3 separate regions of the Mus musculus genome follow, and all the other regions are linked to region 1. A link is a contact called in public promoter capture Hi-C data. All regions are on one chromosome and are shown on one strand. The core of a region is the stretch at or near the end of the contact, and the rest is flanking DNA. Distances in the headings are between cores, read along the strand shown.

Evidence for each region. Promoter capture Hi-C pulls out the DNA fragments that hold promoters and counts their contacts.
Region 2: a contact with region 1 is called in a promoter capture Hi-C map of liver, with 3 times the contacts expected there. The contact joins the enhancer-like site here to the promoter of Fbln7 in region 1. A contact is called at or near these places in 6 of 39 promoter capture datasets (the C10 cell line, the HPC-7 cell line, hippocampal neurons and 3 more).
Region 3: a promoter capture Hi-C map of stem cell-derived epiblast-like cells shows a contact between it and region 1, with 3 times the contacts expected there. The contact joins the promoter of A730036I17Rik here to the promoter of Fbln7 in region 1. A contact is called at or near these places in 12 of 39 promoter capture datasets (the 3T3-L1 cell line, 3T3-L1-derived adipocytes, the C10 cell line and 8 more), 1 of 484 Hi-C or Micro-C datasets (nephron progenitors), 1 of 115 datasets of contacts at active chromatin or transcription factors (neural tube) and 2 of 9 other capture datasets (macrophages and pancreatic islet).

The regions. Positions count from the first base shown.
Region 1 is chr2:128,861,445-128,865,830 of GRCm38.p6, forward strand. It overlaps Fbln7 (fibulin 7), which reads left to right and starts at 2,488. Exons shown (of 8, transcript NM_024237.4): 1 at 2,488-2,703. The coding sequence starts at 2,629.
Region 2 is chr2:129,358,066-129,362,451 of GRCm38.p6, forward strand. No RefSeq gene overlaps it. Among named protein-coding and RNA genes, the nearest start is that of Il1bos, 9.6 kb to the right of the region's middle. Within about 2 kb of position 2,311, at least 57 of the 459 cell types and tissues checked have an H3K27ac peak or open chromatin away from gene starts, as enhancers often do. A contact at or near this core is called in liver, where this site is marked.
Region 3 is chr2:129,217,037-129,221,422 of GRCm38.p6, forward strand. It overlaps A730036I17Rik (RIKEN cDNA A730036I17 gene), which reads left to right and starts at 1,933. Exons shown (of 5, transcript NR_045838.1): 1 at 1,933-2,362.

The DNA.
Region 1 (4,386 bases), core at 1,238-3,737:
TGCCAAGCCTAGGAGGTGTGTCTCCTACGTGATTTCAAACCCAGTCAAGCTGACAAAGGAGATTAGCTCCCACATTGTTTCATTCTCTTCCTCTTAGAAATCTGGTGTGTCTCAGCTTTATGATTGGGGAAGGGGTAAAAGGAGAAAAAAGAGGGCTTGCTCACATCCGCCCAGCCTCTAGTGTCCACTATGGAACCAGAACCGCTAAGAGTGCTTGGAAGTTGCCATGTAAATACGGGGTAGATTAAAAGTCAAAATAAATAGCCGCTCCGAATAGAATGAAAGCTTTCATTCACAGGAGAGGCAAGCCCAGCCAGGAAACGGGTGGCTCTCTCATAGCCAGCAGACACATTGGAGACTGACACAGAAACCCACCATCTCTAAGGGCTACCCTGGTTTGGCAGCTGTCCTTTCCTCTCTACCTGGACAGTGACATGCAGTGTTCTGACTGGGTCTCTCAGCAAGACTTTCAAAGCACAAGGACATGGACTTTGCTCGATGCAATGGATGGGAGGAAACAGCTCCGTGGTATTTGTTGGATAGCCAATCCTTGGGTGGCCGGTAGGTCCCATGCCCAGTGCCCAGTGCTCCATGCTTTCCAGGGAACTGGCTATGGTCATATTTTAAACTCCTTCCTCAGTATGGTAGTGTGATGAGATGTCACCTTAGGATATTTCTGAATTAGATAACTATAGTGTCCTTACAAAAGAGACCTCATGCTGCTGCTGGTGGCACATGTCTTTAATCCTATCACTTGGGAGGCAGAAGCAGGAGGATCTCTGAATTCAAGGGCAGCCGGTCTACAGACCAAGTTCCAGTACAGCCAGAGCTACATAAAGAAACCCTGTCTCCCCCACCACCACCACCACCACCACCCCACGCCGGAATCCTTATCGATCTCCTGTCTGTTCCCACAAGTGAGGATGAAGTAAACTTTACGGACATCAGTTCTGCCTGTGGATGCCTTGATCTTGAACCTAGCTTGCAGAGCCTCGCGGCACACATTGTATTGTTTGTACACTGCCTAGTCTGGAGTACTTTGTTATAGCATCTCTAACAGGCCAAGAGAGGACTCTCGGCTTGCCTTCTGCTTTCCATCTAAAGCAGCTCAGAACCATTCCATACAGAAGAGTGAGCTTCACAAAATGTCCTTGCAGGGAGAACTAAATTACGTTTTCCAGGAGTAGAGAGGTCCGAGACATCTGGTTCACTCATAGCCTGAGTACAGGAACCTCAATTCCATGCCTGTCACAGGGCTGTTACCTAACTAGACCCCAGGCGTGTTCTGTAGCTGGGCCTTTACTTTAAACCCTTGGGAAACAGACGGAAAACTAGAAGGAAGGCTGTAGACTCTTCGTCACGGAGCATGTGCCCTACTTAGTCACTGAGCATGCGCCCTCCTAACCTAGTCACTGAGCATGCGCCCTCTTAACTTAGTCACTGAGCACGCGCCTTCCAAAAGCCCTAGGGAGAATTGATTTAAAAACTGGCAGAGTTGTCCAAAGGGTGACTTAGTCTAACTCAGAGCCCTTTAAACTTCTTGCTCTCAGTCTCTTTTCACTGAGAAATATTTCTGCAACCTTAGGAATTCAGGCACATGAAGAAGTGTACAGATCAAACACGTACTGGTAATAAATCATAAATTTATTTTAAAGTAATTATTTGCTATAAATATAATTTTATCCTTTATTAAAATTAAAGGAAATTTGATATGCTTTATTAATTTTTACATGAAGAATTAAATCTTGGCTGAATATTTGATATTGAAGAATAAGAAGCAGTTTTGACTTTTTTCCCCCCCTAAATTGATTGTTTGGTTATAAAATTGTCACACGGAGCACACCACCTCATATAAGTAAGTAGTACAAAGTAGCAAAAAACTTAGCGTGTACAGTAAAACCACTTCATTTCGTAACATAAGTTAGTCTGAGATCTGAGCCAAGTGTCCTAGGTGTGTGTGTGTGTGTGTGTGTGTGTGTGTGTGCGTGTGTGATCATTCCCGTGGTGCCCCTGGACATCTGACCAGTAGCAGTTATGGAGACCAAGGATACCTTGGATTCATTATATTTGATTTTGAATTAATTTTTGGTTTCGTGCCTCACCATTTGCTAAAATCAGTAACTCAGCTCCCATTTTTTTCGGCCCACGGTTTAAGAAGAGACGGTCTAACCTGGTCCAATTTATGAAGGCCATCTTTCTGCCATACTAACCCTGTTCTCTGTTGTCCTAGAGGAAGATGTCCTTATGTGGGCTTTGAAGTGGGACAGTCCTAAATTTGGCTCATCAATCAGCCGCGTGTAGTTGGCAGGGGCCTAGGTCTCTCCCGGCGGGCAGTGGGGACTGCGGACAGTGGGGCAGCCCAGGGTGGACACTGGCCACCCTTGGTCGCGAGGCGTCGCACCCGTTCTTTTCCCAGAGCAGAGGATTGGGCGAGCTCCCAGGCGCATTCCAGGCTCCACAGCTCCTCCTCTCTCGCCTCCGCCACAGGGCTGGCGCCTCCCCGCGTCGTCGGGACAGTCCCGTGCAGGCGGCTGCGGACTAGTGGCCTTGGAAGCTGCAAGGGACCCGCGCACTGCGGCCAGAGAACAGCGACCTGCCTTCCCCAGCAGCAAGGCTGTGAGTGGCAAGATGGGACCGGGCTCACAGCGCGCGCTTTTCCTCCTCTTGCTGCTCCTCGCCAGCCCCGGAGCGCGGGCTTTCCAGGTCAGTGTCCCCCGCAGTGCGTCTTGGAGTCCCGCTTCCCAAGGAGGTAGCGCCGAGGCCAGGGCATGCCATGCTCCACTCCTGTGCTGGAGTTGGGACTTGGAGCGGAGTCTAGGGCTGGGGTTTGGTTGATGGAGAGAGGAGCGGGGTCCTCCATCTGTCATTGCAGGCGACCTGGGCTGCTGCAGCCCAACGGGAGAAGGTGGCTCCGCGTGGGAATCGCCAGCCCGGGAAAGTTACCCAAGGATTTCTGAGACACTGGTCTTTTGTGGGTCTTGGTGAGAACACCTGGCCGCCCAATTCTGTTAGAGAATGTTCGTGCTCTCCAAACCCAACATTTACGTTTCTAACTGAAATATTCTTGCTGCCACCACACCCTAACCACTCTCAGAAATTCTTACCAGTGGCCTGATGGATCCTCAGGTGGTCCTATCCTGAGCACCCGAAGCCTCAGAGTTGCAATTATATTTTCTTACACACCCATATGAACAGCAGGGTCTTTTCTTTTCTTTTCTTTCCCTTTCCCTTTCTCTCTTTCTCTCCTTCTCTCCTTCTCTCCTTCTTTCTCTCTCTCTCTCTCTCTCTCTCTCTCTCTCTCTCTCTCTCTCCCTCGCTCCCCCTCCCTCCCTCCCTTCCTTCCTTCTTTCCTTCCTTTCTTTCTTTCTCTTTTTTTTTTGACATTTACGTCTCCAAATCCCACTGGATTTATTTGCTTGGCTAGATTTTATAACAATAACAACAACAACAACAATAAGTATTATTATTATTATTTTATTAACCATTGGAAACTGACTTTTAAAATTGAGACTGTAAATAAAAATGTATTTGAGAGACTTTGTATTGTCAGGTTCAGGTCAGCTTCCATCAAACGCGTGTCAGCAGACAGAGGTCCCTCAACGAGAGTCCTGAAGCAGCTTCTTCAACCATGCCAACAGCAGCATAAACAGCTGCAGGATGTGCAGGGAGGCTGGGTGCCTGCTGAGTGTCCAGATCCTTCTTTAAGACCACCCAGTCAGGAAGAAGTGGTATAAATTCCCTCTCTGACTGGACTCTGACCTGATCTTTGTCCATGCTCCATGTTCTGGGGCTAAATTGCTGTGCACTGGCAAGTTTCCCCGGGGATACTGAGAAGTCCCCTGGGGTGCAGCAAGGCTTTCCGAGCCTGGAGAATTTGGTTTAGATCAGACCTGCTCCTGTTAGTGCGGAAGGTAATGAGTGGGAGTCACAGGAAGTTGCTCAACAGCCAAATGGCCAGGACCCAGCCTGGGGCTACTGTGAGCCCACCCACCAGAGCAATGGGATCTCCCTAGTTTTGCAGATTACAAAGCCAAACCAAACCTTCACCCCATGCCCAGTGCCAGAAGCACAGAAGATACATCTCCACTGGGCTCCCCCATCCCAGGCTGCAAAGGGGCAGGGCATGAGAAGAGTAGACGTTCCGGAGACCAATCATCTCGTGATAGTGGGTGGGCATCTGTCCCACGGGGCGAGGTGGGAAATAGTGAGATTAGGGCAACTGGTAATCTGGTGCAGAGGCAGCACTGAGCTTGCCTCACTTTGAACATGCTCTTGCGACACTAAGATCCAATCCCTGCCGTGCCCTGGCCAGGCTTTCTCAGCCCCTCGACGCCAAGCATAGCCTTCTTTATCTGCAAAACATTTGTAGGTGAAACCAGAGGAGGC
Region 2 (4,386 bases), core at 1,061-3,560, 500 kb after region 1:
TGCAGGAATAGAAACCCTGACTAAGACAGATGGCTTTCCAGTCTAAGATGGAGGCAAGTTGGTTTATCATTAGTCTGTATATTCTTAGTACAGATCCAATCAAAAACTACTTTTCACATATATATCAGTTACCTTTCCATTGCCATGATAAAACACTAAGGCAACTTATAGAAGAAAGAGCTTATCTGGGCTTCAATTCAAGAGGGTTAAGACTCCATCACCATCACAGTGGGAGACATGGCAAAAGGAAGATGGCAGCTGGATCAGGAAGCTGAGGACTCATATCTTGAACTACAAGTACAAAACAGAGGACCAGCTCAAATCTCAAAGCCTGTCCCTAGTGACACTCCTCCTCCAGAAAGACCGCTAAGGTTGATTCAAGACACCCTTAGATCCAAGTTCTCAGCACAAAGGAGATGTATTTGCCCCAGAGGGACAGAGGGCAGGGAATATGAGATAAAGACAGAAGATAGAGGACAAGGAGGAAGGGGAAAGGAACCAGGGATATTTGCCCCAGAGGGACAAAGGATTGCTTCTGGATAGAGAAGAGACAGCTGTAGCCCATAGGCAAATGCCATTTTATAAAGGTAAAGGGACACCTTCTACCCCCTCAGTGTGAGGATGAGTTGGCTAATTTTGATTGGACAGGTTAATTAGGATAGCCACAAGGGGGTTCTTGATTGCTTGACTTCAATACTATGATAGTTGGACCGTGGTAGTCAGCCTCAGGAGGAGGAGGAAGCCAAGTAAGGGGATGGCCCTTGGGGGCCAACTCTAGGAATGCAATGTAACAGTTTTTAGCAAGGCAGAGGGAAGGAGGGAGAAGGACAAGGCCTGCCAGAGCCATGTTTGCCATTCTCAAGCTGGCTAGAGTCCCTTCAGACCACACCTTCTAGAACTACCCAAGCAGTTCCACTAACTGGGACCAGGTATTTAAATGCCCCAGACCATGGGGGACATTTACCATGCAAACCACCACAACCTGTGAATGGTTGATTTCTTTTAAATGCAGAACATGGAGCTATTGAGGACCAATCATATTTATAATATCCCAGAAAAAAATTGCAATTCACTCTTTAAGATGTTGATTAAAACAACTTGATATTAACATAAAAAATTCATGTAGTCCAGTGTTTGAAAGATCTTGGGGGTCCAGATTAATTGAGACTACTGAGACTCCTACAGGATTGCCCTTCTCCTCAGCTTCTTTCAGCCTTCCCTAATTTTACTACAGGGGTCAGTTGCTTCTCTACCCATTGGTTGGGTGCAAATATCTGCATCTGACTCTTTCAGCTGCTTGTTGTGTCTTTCGGAGGGCAGTCATGATAGATCCCTTTTTGTGAGCACTCCATAGCCTCAGTAATAGTGTCAATAATAGTTTCAGGCCTCCCCTTGAGCTGGATCCCACTTTGGGGCTGTCGCTGGACCTTCTCTTCCTCAGGCTCCTCTCCATTTCCATCCCCGTAATTCTTTCAGACAGGAACAATTATGGGCCAGAGATGTGACTGTGGGATAGCAACCCCATCCCTCACTTGATGTCCTGTCTTCCTGCTGGAGGTGGGCTCTATAAGTTCCCTCTCCCTACTGTTTGGCATTTCATCAAAGCTCCCTCCCTGTGAGTCTTGGGAGTCTCTCACCTCCCAGGTCTCTGGTGCATTCTGGAGGGTCCCCCCAACCTCCTATTTCCTGAAGTTGCCTGTTTATAGTCTTTCTGCTGGCCCTCAGGACTTCAGTCCTTTTCCCTCAATACCAGATCAGGTTCCCCTCTCCTTCCCACTGCTTCCCCACCCCCACTCCGTCCACTTTCCCTCCCAGGTCACTCCCTTCCTCCCCACTTGTGATTGCTTTTTTCTCTCTCTCAATTGGGACTGAGGCATCCTCACTTGGGCACTTCAGCTTATTGACCTTTTTGAGTTCTGTGGACTGTATACACCAGATGATATGAGGCCTCCAACAGACATACAGTAGAGGACTTCCGGGTCTGTGTTCAGTCAGAGAAGATACACCTAACCCTAGAGAGACTGGAGGCCCCAGGGAGTTTAGAGGTCAGGTGGGGTGGGGGGTGGGGTGGAGAGGAGGTGTGGAATGTGGAACGGCCAATGCATCTTCTGTGTTTCAAGGTTTTGAGACTTACTTTCTGGTAGGGAAGTGACTTTTCGAGATTATGTAATGGAATAGTTATGCTTATCTAGATCAGGGAAGCGGCGCTTTAAGACATCCTCAGAAGAAAAAACATTGCTTGGCTTGCTTCCTCGCTGCCAATTTGGGAACCAGGATGTGGGTGAGAGAATTCTGAAGAACTAGAAGGAAGCTGCATTACACAACCGTAGGTATCGTTACCCCAGACTCCAACCCAGCTCACCCTCACTCTTAGCCAACAGGCTACAGAACCACGTATCTATTGGCAGCTCAGCAAGGTTGTACTGGGGCATGTGTGTGGTGGGCTGGTGAAGAGCAAGGAACAAGGCGGGGGAACAGATGGATTCCTGACTGAATGCGTATTATTGGCAAGGTCATGGCCAGGTCGAGGACCCCAGTGTCTCAGTCCTGTGAGAATGGCAAGGCTTTTTCTAGTCTGAGTAAAGATGCTGACAGTGTACAGAAAGTGTCAATCAAAGCTTCCCCCTCCCAGATGACAGCATCCTGAGGATGCTACCCTACAGAGACCTGCTAGCTAGCCTGGCTCCCACTTAAACTGTATACATTAAACTTTCTGAGTTTTAGGACAGGCTGATATGTCTTCATAAGGATACATGACTCACTCAACCCCAGCTTTTCTGTATATGCCTATTATTTCTTCATTTCCTGATGTTCTAGTTAGGTCAATCCTAAAGCCCTGACTGGAACAAAGGTGAAGAGAGGTCTATAGAAGACACTATGACTTCCCCTCCACCTCTGGCTTAGACCTTAGCAGCCACCCTCTCCCCTGTCTCTCAGACCAGCTCTGCTCCCAGACAACACTGGATTCTTGTTCTACCCTAGCCTGGTCCTTGCTTACTGCAGCCCTGTCCTCTAAAATCACCCACTGCCTGTCCCGAGGGATTGCTTGTCACAGGATCTCAGACATCAGGCCAAAGTTCCAGCACGTGGGCTGTCCTTGGAAGCTGGTAGAAACTGTGGTGGGGTGATGTGTCACCTACCAAAGTCTCAAACAAATTGACTTTCTATTGGCCCACATTTTGTGTTCTGAGAAGAGTTCAAGGAACATTCTGACTCTTCCTTTCTCAAGTTATCTGAGCCATTTGATGTAGCAGGAAGGCCTTTCTTCCTTCCAGGCCAAGGATACCTAGTACAGAGATCGAGAGAGAACTTGGCTCCACATCAGGAATAGAATTATCTTTTGGAGGATCAGTTTAGTCATTGACTCAGATCCAGGAATTGAAATGGAAGGCATTTGCAAATTTTAATGCAGAGGATTAAAGAAGTGTGTGTTACACACAATATATTCTCTCTGGCAGAGTCAAATGATAAAATTAAGGTTCCCCCTGAAACCTCTCCTTGCTCTGTCTGTCTCAACCCCCAATAACGACCACTTTCAGCTGGGTCAGTGCCCTTCCAGCTCTGCCTTAGGTGCACACGGGTAGACGCTGCACATGGGTTGGGCCTTTCCTTGTGTGTGAATGCCCTTGCTCTGTCCTTGTGTGGTTTGCTCTTTCCTACCAGTGAGTTGTCTGGATCTTGCTTCCAGCCGCTTTTGTTAAGCATCCACAGACAGTGCATCTATGAACTTGTCTTGAACTTGTCTCTTTGGGGCAACAGCAAATAGTGAGTGGAATTCTGAACCATCAGGCATTTAACAAAGCTAAGCACTGGCAATTTTGCCTCTAAAGAGCCATGCACATCTATCTGCATTTAGAATCTGGCTACCTCACAAGTAAAGATGCCATTACAGGTCGCCATTGGACCTGAAGGGGTAGACGGATTGTGTCACTGAACCAAGGAATGGTGGGTGGGTCCTTAGGCTATGGGGCTACCTCTGCATCACTCATGGCAGCTCTCTGTTATGGAACAGGTGCTGTTTGGGTGCCTCTCCTAACAGTGGTCCCATGCTTTGCACTGGTGTCCTGGAACCAGGAGAGGTGAGAGCTGCCCTCCCCACTCTGCCTTAGCTTAGGGAGCTGGAGGGAGAGAAAGCAGGTGTTGGAAGGGGGCTCAGCAGCACTGACTGTTCGGCCTTTGCTTTTTTGTGATTGGTCATTTAGGTTCTTTTGTTTTGGAAAGAAAGCTTTCGTCATTGCTATTTTATATCTGAGAAGGTGATACATTCACACAAAAAAATTAAACTATATAGAAAGTATACGGCGGTGGGGGAGGGGGAAGGCTTTATTCCTATGTGTGCTTATATGTTTTATTTCTTGGCTCTTCCTTATGTATCCTCTAGAAATT
Region 3 (4,386 bases), core at 683-3,182, 360 kb after region 1:
GTCCCACTCCCTAGACAAAGAAGTATAAGTAACTATTGACTGCTGGGAGAAAGGAGGACTGGCCTCTCCCAGGAATGAATCCCCTTATTGGTTGTCCGATCTAGAATGATTAGCCCTGAAATTATATACATTAAAAAAAAAAAGGACTCAGCAGGTTGTATTTACATATTTGTGTATGTATATACACATACATAGACATGTACTCACTAATAATCACATAAAAACAGGCTCTCAGCTTGAGAGTTGGGGGGCAGGGGAGGGGCTGGAGGGAGGAAATAGAGGCGGAAGTGATGTTACTATTTCAATTAAAATATATTTTAAGGCTGGGCTGTGGTGGCACATGCCTTTCTTTTAATCCCAGCAATTGAGGCAGAGACAGGTGGATCTCTGAGTTTGAGGCCAACCTGATCAAAAGAGTTCCAAGACAGCCAAGGGCTACACAGAGAAACCTTGTCTCAACAAAACAAAAGCAAACAAAAAATAAAAATCATAGCATATGAAGTAGTGGGTTTGCACAGGGCTTCCTTCCTGTGCATTTTTAGTCTTGGTTGACTTGCCTCTAACCCCTCCCATTCCCTTTCCCTCACCCCTGAGTTGTTTATTCTTGGTAAGCCCCCTTGGAGTCTGGAAGTCAGACGGCTTCATTCTAGAATGAATGTCAGTCCTGAATCACTGTCACCAGTAAGCTTCCTGTCCTAAGAGACACACACTACACAATCCTGCCACTGCTCATTTGCAAGTGGCCTTAAGTGTTGCAAGGTAGGCCACGCTGGGCCACGCCAGGTTTTCAATCTTTATTACCTGCTCGGCAGCAAATAAAAATGTCTGCTCTCCTCTGCCGCCTTACGCTTTCACCTCCAGGCAGTATAAAGTGCTGGCAGAGCAAAGGTGGCCCATTAAGGCTTGCTCAGTAAATGCTCTGGTGTTCTTTGTAAGACCTCACGAAACGGAGTGCCTGCTCTGCTGAGCCTCCCCTCTTCTGTAACATAGGATGTTTGCACGCATCTTAATTACCATGTCCTGCCCTTGCTTTCACTAAAGCCTTGTTTAGTGCTTTGCCCTTCTTAATAAGGTCACTGCATCCACTCTATCCTACTGCTGATCTGCCTCAATCTTTACCTGGTCTAAGAAACCTTAATTCTTTAAATGCCTGCTTTTCTTGTTTTCTTCTTTCTTTATCTGTGCATGTGTGCATGTATGGAGGTCAGAGGTCCCTAGGTGTCTACCTCTATTGCCGTCAAACTTCCTTTTTGAGTCAGGGTCTCTCAGAACCTGAAGTTTGCTATTTCAATGAGGTTGGCTGGCCAGCAAGCCCCAGGTGATCTACCTGTGTGTCCCTCCTCCGAGTGGCCGTAGACACGCATTGCTGTGCTCGGCTTCTATGTGGGTGCTAGGAATCTGAACCCAGGTCCTCAGGCTTCTGCAGCAAATGCCTTGCCCACGGAGCGATCTCCTCATCTCCTACACTTTTGCTGTTTCATGTGAGAGACAAGAAAATTCTGAGGGCTGAGAAGGGTCAGGCAGCTGGGCATCAATGGAGAGTGTGAAGATGCTACTACCAAACCTACTTTTGTGGTGGAGTATACTTGCGGCTGTGAAATGAAACACAGGCTGCTCACGGGTAGTACTTGCCTTCCAGAAGACTGGGCTGTTACAGCCGGGGATGGTGTTGAGTGGTTGGTCCCTGCTGAGTACACTGTGGTGCAGTGCAGAATGCTTCTTTTTAAAAAGAGTGAGATGGTTATTTGCTGGGAAATGGTAGCAGGTCTCCCTGACTGGGATATTATTGCTGAAGACCTAGATAGCAGGTCTCCACTTCCATTCATTCTATTTCTGGAAGCAAATGTTCTCTAATTGCAGGCTGGAGCTGAATGCTTCACAGTGTTTCCCACTGTGCTAATTGGAAAAATATAATTTTCAACTCACTGTGTCCTGCTTTGCACAATAACGGCTGGCAGCTGGATTCCCAGTTCAGTTCTTCAAGTGAACTAGTATTTTGTAGTTTAGTGTGAAGGACAATAGACCTTTCAGGGTCCCAGAGAGAGCCTATACTGTATAAAGAACCACTGGAGAATGTCCTCTGGTCTGAAAATATATACCAATTGACTTCTGGGTTGTCCTAGGAGTCTTTATTAAATTTAATTTCTATTAAAATGTTTGGGGAGCCAGCTCTTGGGAATACTAATCAATATTAGTTGAACAGTCCCATGATGAATCTTACATGCACCTTATTGATCTGGAATGAAGGTAATTTTCTTTTACCTGACATCTTGTCTGTCTCCTGGCAAGCTCTCCGTTGGCCTCCATGTGTTCAACCTCACCAGCATTTTGAGACTCAAGTCAGCATGGGAGCAGAGAGCGGGTAAGTAGTGTTTGTGTTTAGAATCTGGTTTTCCTTTAGAGCAGTGGTTCTTAACCTTCCTAATGATGCCGCCCTTTAACACAGTTTCTTATGCGGTGGTGACCCTCAACCCTAAAGTTATTTTTGTTGCTACTTAACTCTTACCTGTAATGTTGTTACTGTTACGAATGTCTGTGTTTTCTGATGGTCTTAGGTGATCCTTGTAAAAGGGTCCTTCAGCTCTAAAAGGGTCTCAACCCACAGTCTAAGAACCACTGCTTTAGATGGCTCTATCTCTTCGTATGTAGAAACACCATCTACAGTAGAGGAAGGCTTTGCTCTCAGAGCTTCCTGTGGAAGTAGCGGTCTTGCTGTCAGTGGTATGCCTCCCCTGTGCGGCCTGTAGGCTGAGAAGTACAGGCTTTGGGCCCGGACATGTCTGGGCTCACTCTCCAGCTCTACCACTTACAGTTGGGTGACCCAGGAGGCTAACTCATTCATTGATATGTCCGTTGTTCATCCAAAAGATGGGGATGACAACACCACTGACATCCCAGGGTTTTCATGAGGATTAAATAAAATGATGCATGTGATCTGGTCAATGACCTCAGCCTTCTCTGTCATGTTTCTGAGAGGCTGCTACTCTCCGAACAGGCTTTTGCAGCAGCTGCTTCTGCCTTCGTTGCCCCCTTCCTGCTTTCCTCTTCTTCCTCCCGAGGTTTTGCTGTGTCTCTCAGGCTGGTCTTGTGTCTTGGGCCTCAGCTTCCTAGCTACTGAGATTACAAGCTTGCCTGGCTTTGCAATTCTCCCGGCAAGGTAATAGTCTACTAGGCACTGATTCTCCGGGCATCTTACTTTGACTGTGTGATGTGACAAGCAGGTTTTCTGAACTGGTAACTTCATCTCAAGTCTGAGCTATGAGTATATGACCTTGAATTGCCTCAGTTTAGGTTGAGCTGTGAATGATATGAAGAAATGAAGATGGTTTATTTCTCTCCCCAGCACAAGAAATCTCAGTCTGTTATAACAGCTCCAGAATGATCAGGGTACAAAGACAGGATCTTCCTTTCTTTCTGGTTCTATTTTTAACATGTGGTTACCATCTCCACAGATAAGTACCCAAAGTCACCAGATATCTGAGTAATAGCAACTTTGATAGCACAACTGGGTTCTAATGAGTAGGAACTAGTACATATACCTTATTCAGGCATATGTGTAAGTCAGTAGGTAGGTACACATCCCACTCCTGGTACCAATCTGCATCAGGATCCAGTTAGAAGACAGAGATCATAGGTTTAAACCATATGGGTGTTTTCCTCAATTACTCTTTACCTTACCCATTGAGGCAGCTTCTCTCAGTTCATCACAGAATTTGTCATGTTGTCTGGTTTTGTTAGCTAGCTTGCTCTAGGGATCCCCTGACTCCACCTTGGGGAGCTGGAATTACATACAGGTGACATTTACTTGAGAGCTAGAGATCTCTGGTTCCCTCACTTGCATGGGAGCGCTTCACCCACTGAAGCGTTGTTCCACACCCCGCCTTCAAATAAAAGTTATTTCAACAGAGAATTTAGACTTTGAATTTTAGTTGTTAAGTAGGTGTGAAGTGCTAACCAGGCAATTGAGACAGCAGGGGGACTCTGAGGCATCATTGATAGCAATGAGAAGGCAGGACAAGGAAAGAAAGGATGGAGTTGCCAATAAGAGAAGCCTACGACAAGGACAGGTCATTGCCTAATTTGTGTGCTGTGTGCTCTGTCCTTGTGAAACAGTCTTAAAGATGAAGTTTTTTGGGGGATGGTGGTGCAAGATTGCGGAGAACAGAGTGCTAGTGGCCAGTGAGGTCAAGCATTGTGAGGCCTGGCCAGCTCTGTGAGAGCCAAAGGATATACACGGGAACTGAGCACATGAGAAGAGACTGCTGAGTGAAGAAATCATCTTTCCGGAAGAGGAAGCAGACCCGGAGGGAGTTCCTTTTCCTTTTTCCAGTCCCCAAAGCTCTCTATAGGCAGCGAACACCTGCAGCCATTGGCAAACAGACTTGG